Regions from separate parts of the Mus musculus genome. Here region 2 is linked to region 1. A link is a contact called in public HiChIP or PLAC-seq data. All regions are on one chromosome and are shown on one strand. Each heading gives the region's core, a stretch centred on a gene start, on an enhancer-like site or on the middle of the called end of the contact. The rest is flanking DNA. Distances are from core to core; before and after follow the strand shown. Region 1 overlaps Fbxw4 (F-box and WD-40 domain protein 4). Region 2 has its middle 11 kb from the start of Hps6.

What was found. HiChIP or PLAC-seq counts read pairs in DNA pulled down with a chosen protein or histone mark.
Region 2: an H3K4me3 HiChIP or PLAC-seq map of bone marrow-derived macrophages shows a contact between it and region 1, with 4 times the contacts expected there. The contact joins two enhancer-like sites. A contact is called at or near these places in 1 of 39 promoter capture datasets (hippocampal neurons), 1 of 15 datasets of contacts at CTCF or cohesin (embryonic stem cells), 4 of 484 Hi-C or Micro-C datasets (the G1E-ER4 cell line, embryonic fibroblasts and embryonic stem cells) and 3 of 115 datasets of contacts at active chromatin or transcription factors (T-cell acute lymphoblastic leukemia, bone marrow-derived macrophages and neural tube).

The regions. Positions count from the first base shown.
Region 1 is chr19:45,590,424-45,593,301 of GRCm38.p6, forward strand. Fbxw4 (F-box and WD-40 domain protein 4) reads right to left here. Exons shown (of 9, transcript NM_013907.2): 6 at 1,306-1,371. Among named protein-coding and RNA genes, the nearest start is that of Dpcd, 31 kb to the left of the region's middle. Within about 2 kb of position 1,503, at least 77 of the 459 cell types and tissues checked have an H3K27ac peak or open chromatin away from gene starts, as enhancers often do. A contact at or near this core is called in the G1E-ER4 cell line and bone marrow-derived macrophages, where this site is marked.
Region 2 is chr19:46,013,404-46,016,103 of GRCm38.p6, forward strand. No RefSeq gene overlaps it. Among named protein-coding and RNA genes, the nearest start is that of Hps6, 11 kb to the left of the region's middle. Within about 2 kb of position 1,273, at least 70 of the 459 cell types and tissues checked have an H3K27ac peak or open chromatin away from gene starts, as enhancers often do. A contact at or near this core is called in the G1E-ER4 cell line and bone marrow-derived macrophages, where this site is marked.

The DNA of each region.
Region 1 (2,878 bases), core at 253-2,752:
TCATTGTAATATGCTGAGTTTTTAAAAAAAACAAAAACAAAAACGAGCCAGGCATGGTGGTGCACTCCTTTGATCCCAGCACTCCGGAGGCAGAGGCAGGCAGATTTCTGAGGTCGAGGCCAACCTGGTCTACAGAGTGAGTTCCAGGACATCCAGGGCTACACAGAGAAACCCTGTCTCAAAAAACCAACCAACCAACCAACCAACAAAAATTACCTAATCTTTCAATTGTTTTGTTTTGTTTTTTCTGAGACAAAGATCTGTCTGTCTCTACCTTTCTTGTGCTGGGGTCAAAAGTCCATGCCACCATGTCTGGCATTAGCTACTCTTTTTTTTTTTTTTTAAAGAAGATTTATTTTTATATATGTTAGTACACTGTTGCTGTCTTCAGGCACACCAGAAGAGGGCATCAGATCCCATTTACAGATGGTTGTGAGCCACCACGGGGCTGTTTGGAACTGAACTCAGGACCTCTGAAAGAGCAGTCAGTGCTCTTAACTGCTGAGCCATTTCTCCAGCCATACAAAGCTACTCTTAAAGGAAACAAACTATATGATTCCATTTAAATCGTATCTTTAAAATAACAAAATTAGAGGCAGAGAGCATCTAAATGTTTGTGGGTATTAGAGACGATGCAGGTCTGACTGGGAAGGGTGTCTGACAAATCTCTATCATGACTGTGGTGGTAGGTACAGAAAAAGGCCCATGAGATCCCATTGCTAGTGCCCTGCTTCTGAAACTATGTTATATAAATGTTATACAAGCACCCCGCTGATCTCTCTGTAACATCCTATAAACATACAGTTATTTCAAAATGAAAGCTTTTGGTTGAAAAACTAACAAAACTAAAACAGACTTGCAGAGGATCAGAGAATGCATTAAGCTTGCTGACTGGAGAACTGTGAAGAAAACCTGCTTGCATTTTAATCATCATACAAAATTATGTTATGGGTTCTACAGGCCACCTTTGAAACTTTTTATGGTATAAAAATGCCCCTCTGAGGAGAGAGTACACAGCCAGGAACTCTTCAGGAAAGATATATTAAACCCAAGTAGTTACTATCAATTGTCCATGAGCACGCTCACCTGTTCCAGGTGATTTCAAGGGTCTCCTCAAGCTAACTTCAAATAACTCCCCCAAGAAATGCACTGCAGCTGTTGGTGGGTGGAGGTGTGATTTCTCCCGCTTCCTCTGGTACCACCAGGCCAACTGAGGCAGGGGCTGGCTAGCTAGCTCTTCCTTTGTCTCGCAGCTGCCCTAGCCTGCCCCCACTCAATGCCGCTGTGGGCTTAGGAATCTCTTACCTGTTGAGGTCCCAGATTCTCAGAGGTGAGAAGTGCCCACAACAAGCTGTTCCAGTCACAAAAGAGCTGCCAAACAAAAGGAGGACAGAGTTAGAGCTGGCTTGTCAGAACTTGTGGCGGAAATGGCTACACATTAGAAATGCTGGGCTCCTTGCCCAGGGATCATGGGGTTAAGCCAGAAAAAGAAACATTGAGAGAGAATGAGGAAGTATCACAGAAATCTCTAAGACAACTTGGTGCGAAGAGGGGTGCAGCCTCCCAAGGCTGTCTGACTAGAGGCTGCGGAGCTTCAACCACGGATATGCCCGCTCTTTGGACTGGGGCATGTCACCTCTGACCACAGAAGGTCGGCAGCAGACCTGTGCCTCTGCATGGGCAGCTCTGAGCCCTAGGCAGTGTGAGCTGATGAGAATGTACCTGCGTGAGACTTGAGAGCTCAGTGCTGTAAGACCCCCTAGGAGCATCCTACGGGGACTGACCAGTGACCACCCCAATCAGACAGAGACTTTCCAGAAGGGTTTAAGAGTTGGGAAACCAGGCATGGTAGGGCATGCCTTTAATCCCAGCACTAAGGAGGCAGAGGCAGGTGAATCTCTTGAGTTTGAGGCCAGAACTCAGGCTAGTCTATGAAAGTGAAACCCCGTCTCACCCCCCGACCCCAAATAATTGCAAGACTGACAAAGCTGTACAAACACTGGGCAAATAGGAAAATAGTGCATCTCCAAAAGTATGTTGTAGCTTTCAGGGAGCAGGGCCAAGTAGCCAGGTCTGCCGAGGGATGAGATATAGTTGGGAAGAGTCTCGAAGAGTACCATGGACACTGCCTACAGGCAGGTGAGAAAGAACACACAATTTCCAGAGTCTCTCAGAATGGTCAACGTAGGCAGTCTGAGTGGTTTCATGCTGCGGAGGCTCAGGCACTGTGGGAAGGATCGGTCTGCAGAGCCTCAATACTGGGATGAGAGCGTGAACGGCTGAGCTAGAGCAGACCTTCATCATAACATTTGGGAGGGGTGGAAGGGGAAGCCTCACGAAGCCTAATGTCAATCAGTAAGATTAAAGGCACTGGGCGGGGCATGGGCCAGGGCCCCACATGTCCTGCACCGGGGAAGGAAGATTGGATGCATTAGTGATACCTCACACGTGGGCAAGCAGCCCTTTGGCCGGCAGTGCCCAGCACCTGTACCCACCACGTCAGCGGGAGGTAGAGTTCTGCGGAGAAGGGTCTGAAGAAGGCCGTGCCTTGGACAGTGCAGCTGGTGAAGAGTTAGCTAGCAGTTGCTGATGAGGGAAATGTCTGGGCAGGCACTGGCTGGTTTAAGTACCAAAACTGTAGACTAGTGCCCACCTGTCATCTCCAAACTGGAACAAGGCCAGACAAGACACCCGGGGGCTCTCGTGCCTCGAGCCAAAGCTTCCTCCAGGAATATGACAGCATCCCAATTTCCTCTTCATCTACTGCCAGCAGCCATTCTACCATAAAGTGGCAGTGCCGGGCAGCTACCGAGCACCAAGGAACCAAACTACAGAGGCAGGAGGTGCTCCCCTTGCCTCCCTCCTCCACAGTTTTCTC
Region 2 (2,700 bases), core at 23-2,522, 420 kb after region 1:
TTTTGGGAGGGGGTTGTTTGTTTTTTTTTAAATCTATTTATTTATATGTAAGTACACTGTAGCTGTCTTCAGACACCCTAGAAAAGGGCATCAGATCTCCTTGCAGATGGTTGTGAGCCACCATGTGGTTGCTGGGATTTGAACTCACGACCTTTGGCAGAGCAGTTGGTGCTCTTAACCACTGAGCCATCTCTCCAGCCCTACCTTTTTTTTTTTTTTAAGATTTATTTATTATTATATGGAAGTACACTGTAGCTGTCTTCAGACACCCCAGAAGAGGGCATCAGATCCCATTATAGATGGCTGTGGGCCACCATGTGGTTGCTGGGAATTGAACTCAGGACCTCTAGAAGAGTAGTCAGTGCTCTTAACAGCTGAGCCATCTCTCCAGCCCCCTGTGGTTACAGATATCTTTTTTTTTTTTAGATATTTCCTCATTTATATTTCCAATGCTATCCCAAAAATTCCCCGATACCCTCCCCACCCCCACTCCCACTTTTGGCCCTGGCGTTCCCCTGTACTGGGGCATATAAAGTTTGCAAGTCCAATGGGCCTCTCTTTCCAGTGATGGCCGACTAGGTCATCTTTTGATACATATGCAGCTAGAGTCAAGAGCTCCGGGGTACTGGTTAGTTCATAATGTTGTTCCACCTATAGGGTTGCAGATCCCTTTAGCTCCTTGGGTAATTTCTCTAGCTCCTCCATTGGGGGCCCTGTGATCTATCCAATAGCTGACTGTGAGCATCCACTTATGTGTTTGCTAGGCCCCGGCATAGTCTCACTAGAGACAGCTATATCAGGGTCCTATCAGCACAATCTTGCTAGTGTATGCAATGGTGTCTTCGTTTGGAGGCTGATTATGGGATGAAACCCTGGATATGGCAGTCACTAGATGGTCCATCCTTTAGTCTCAGCTCCAAACTTCGTCTCTGTAACTCCTTCCATGGGTGTTTTGTTCCCAATTCTAAGAAGGGGCAAAGTGTCCACACTTTGGTCTTCGTTCTTCTTGAGTTTCATGTGTTTTTGCAAATTGGGTTACAGATATCTTAAAAAATTACTTTTTATTTGTGTGTGTGTGTGTGTGTGTGTGTGTACACCACATATATACAAATGTCCTCTCAGAGGTGGGAAGAGCATCTGAGATTCCCTGGAACTAAAGTTAGAGTTAACTGTGAGCACTAGACATGCATACTAGAAACCCAACTCAGGTTCTCTGCAACAGCAACAACAATCTTGGCCACTGAGTTAGCTCCTCCTTTGTAGCCCACGCTGGCCTGGAACTCCTTGTGTAGTCCTAGAGGGCGCAGGACTTCAGCCTCTGCAGGCAGGAGCCTCCATACAGGGCTTCAGCATCTTCTTAGGCACTGGCGCCTCCTGGTGGGCATCTCTTGTCACTGCCAGCTTCACCCGTCAAATGTTCACTAGCAGGAATTTCTAGAAGCCAAGAGAAAACAAGGAAGAGAGGGAGGCTGCCAGGAGGAAACTCAGGAAGGAGAGTCATGGCAAGAGGAAAGGGTCCTAGAACTGAACCGGGAGGAAAAGGAACCTGAGCCACCGGAATTCTCTTCAGGACTGGAAGAGGAAAGGGAGTCGCCCACAGCTGTTTCCTAAGAGGAAAAGGTCATATCGCATATGAATTTAAAATACAAGACTAGCCGGGCGTGGTGGCGCACACCTTTAATCCCAGCACTTGGGAGGCAGAGGCAGGTGGATTTCTGAGTTCGAGGCCAGCCTGGTCTACAGAGTGAGTTACAGGACAGCCAGGGTTGGTTATACAGAGAAACCCTGTCTTGAAAAAACAAAACAAAACAATAAAATAAAATAAAATACAAGACTGTCAGACTTTATTTCTAAAATAAATATAGTCTCATTTTTACACACAAAGTGTGAAATAGAGATAAACCTGCTTCTAGTAAAAAGCAAGCAAGCAAACAAACAACAACAGTAACAAAACCTTGAACATGGAATCACCATGACGACAATCCCAGAACTTTGGAGGCAGGAGGATCAGAATTTCAAGGTTGTCCTCAGTTACATGGCAAGTTCAAGGCCAGCCTGGGCTAATGAGACCCTATCTCAAAAGAAAAAAAGTAGGAGAAAAAGCCACCCCACCTTAGAGTCACTGGACAGCCAGAGCTGTTACACAGAGAAACCCTGTTTGAGAACATTAATTAACTAAAATGAAATTAAAATAGCTGTGATTTTTCTATGCCAAAATTCAGGGCCTCTCCAAGAATGGGGTTCACCATCAAACTGAAACATATGTGGTAGAGATACGGTCCAGTGGCTGAGTGTGTGCTTGGTAGGATACCACCACCAAAAAAATAAATAATTTTTTTTTGGTTTTTCGAGACAGGGTTTCTCTGTGTAGCTCTGGCTGTCCTGGAACTCACTTTGTAGACCAGGCTGGCCTCGAACTCAGAAATCCGCCTGCCTCTGCCTCCCAAGTGCTGGAATTAAAGGCATGTGCCACCACACCAGGCCAAAAAAAACTTTTTTTAAATTAAAAAGGTCACCAGAACCTTCTTGGAGATAGAGTTTGTGACTTCCATACCATACAAACTTTCAGAATGTGGTCTTTGTTTTTTGTTTGTTTGTTTGTTTGTTTGTTTGTTTTTTGAGACAGGGTTTCTCTGTATAGCCCTGGCTGTCCTGGAACTAACTCTGTAGACCAGGCTGGCCTCAAACTCAGAAATCCTC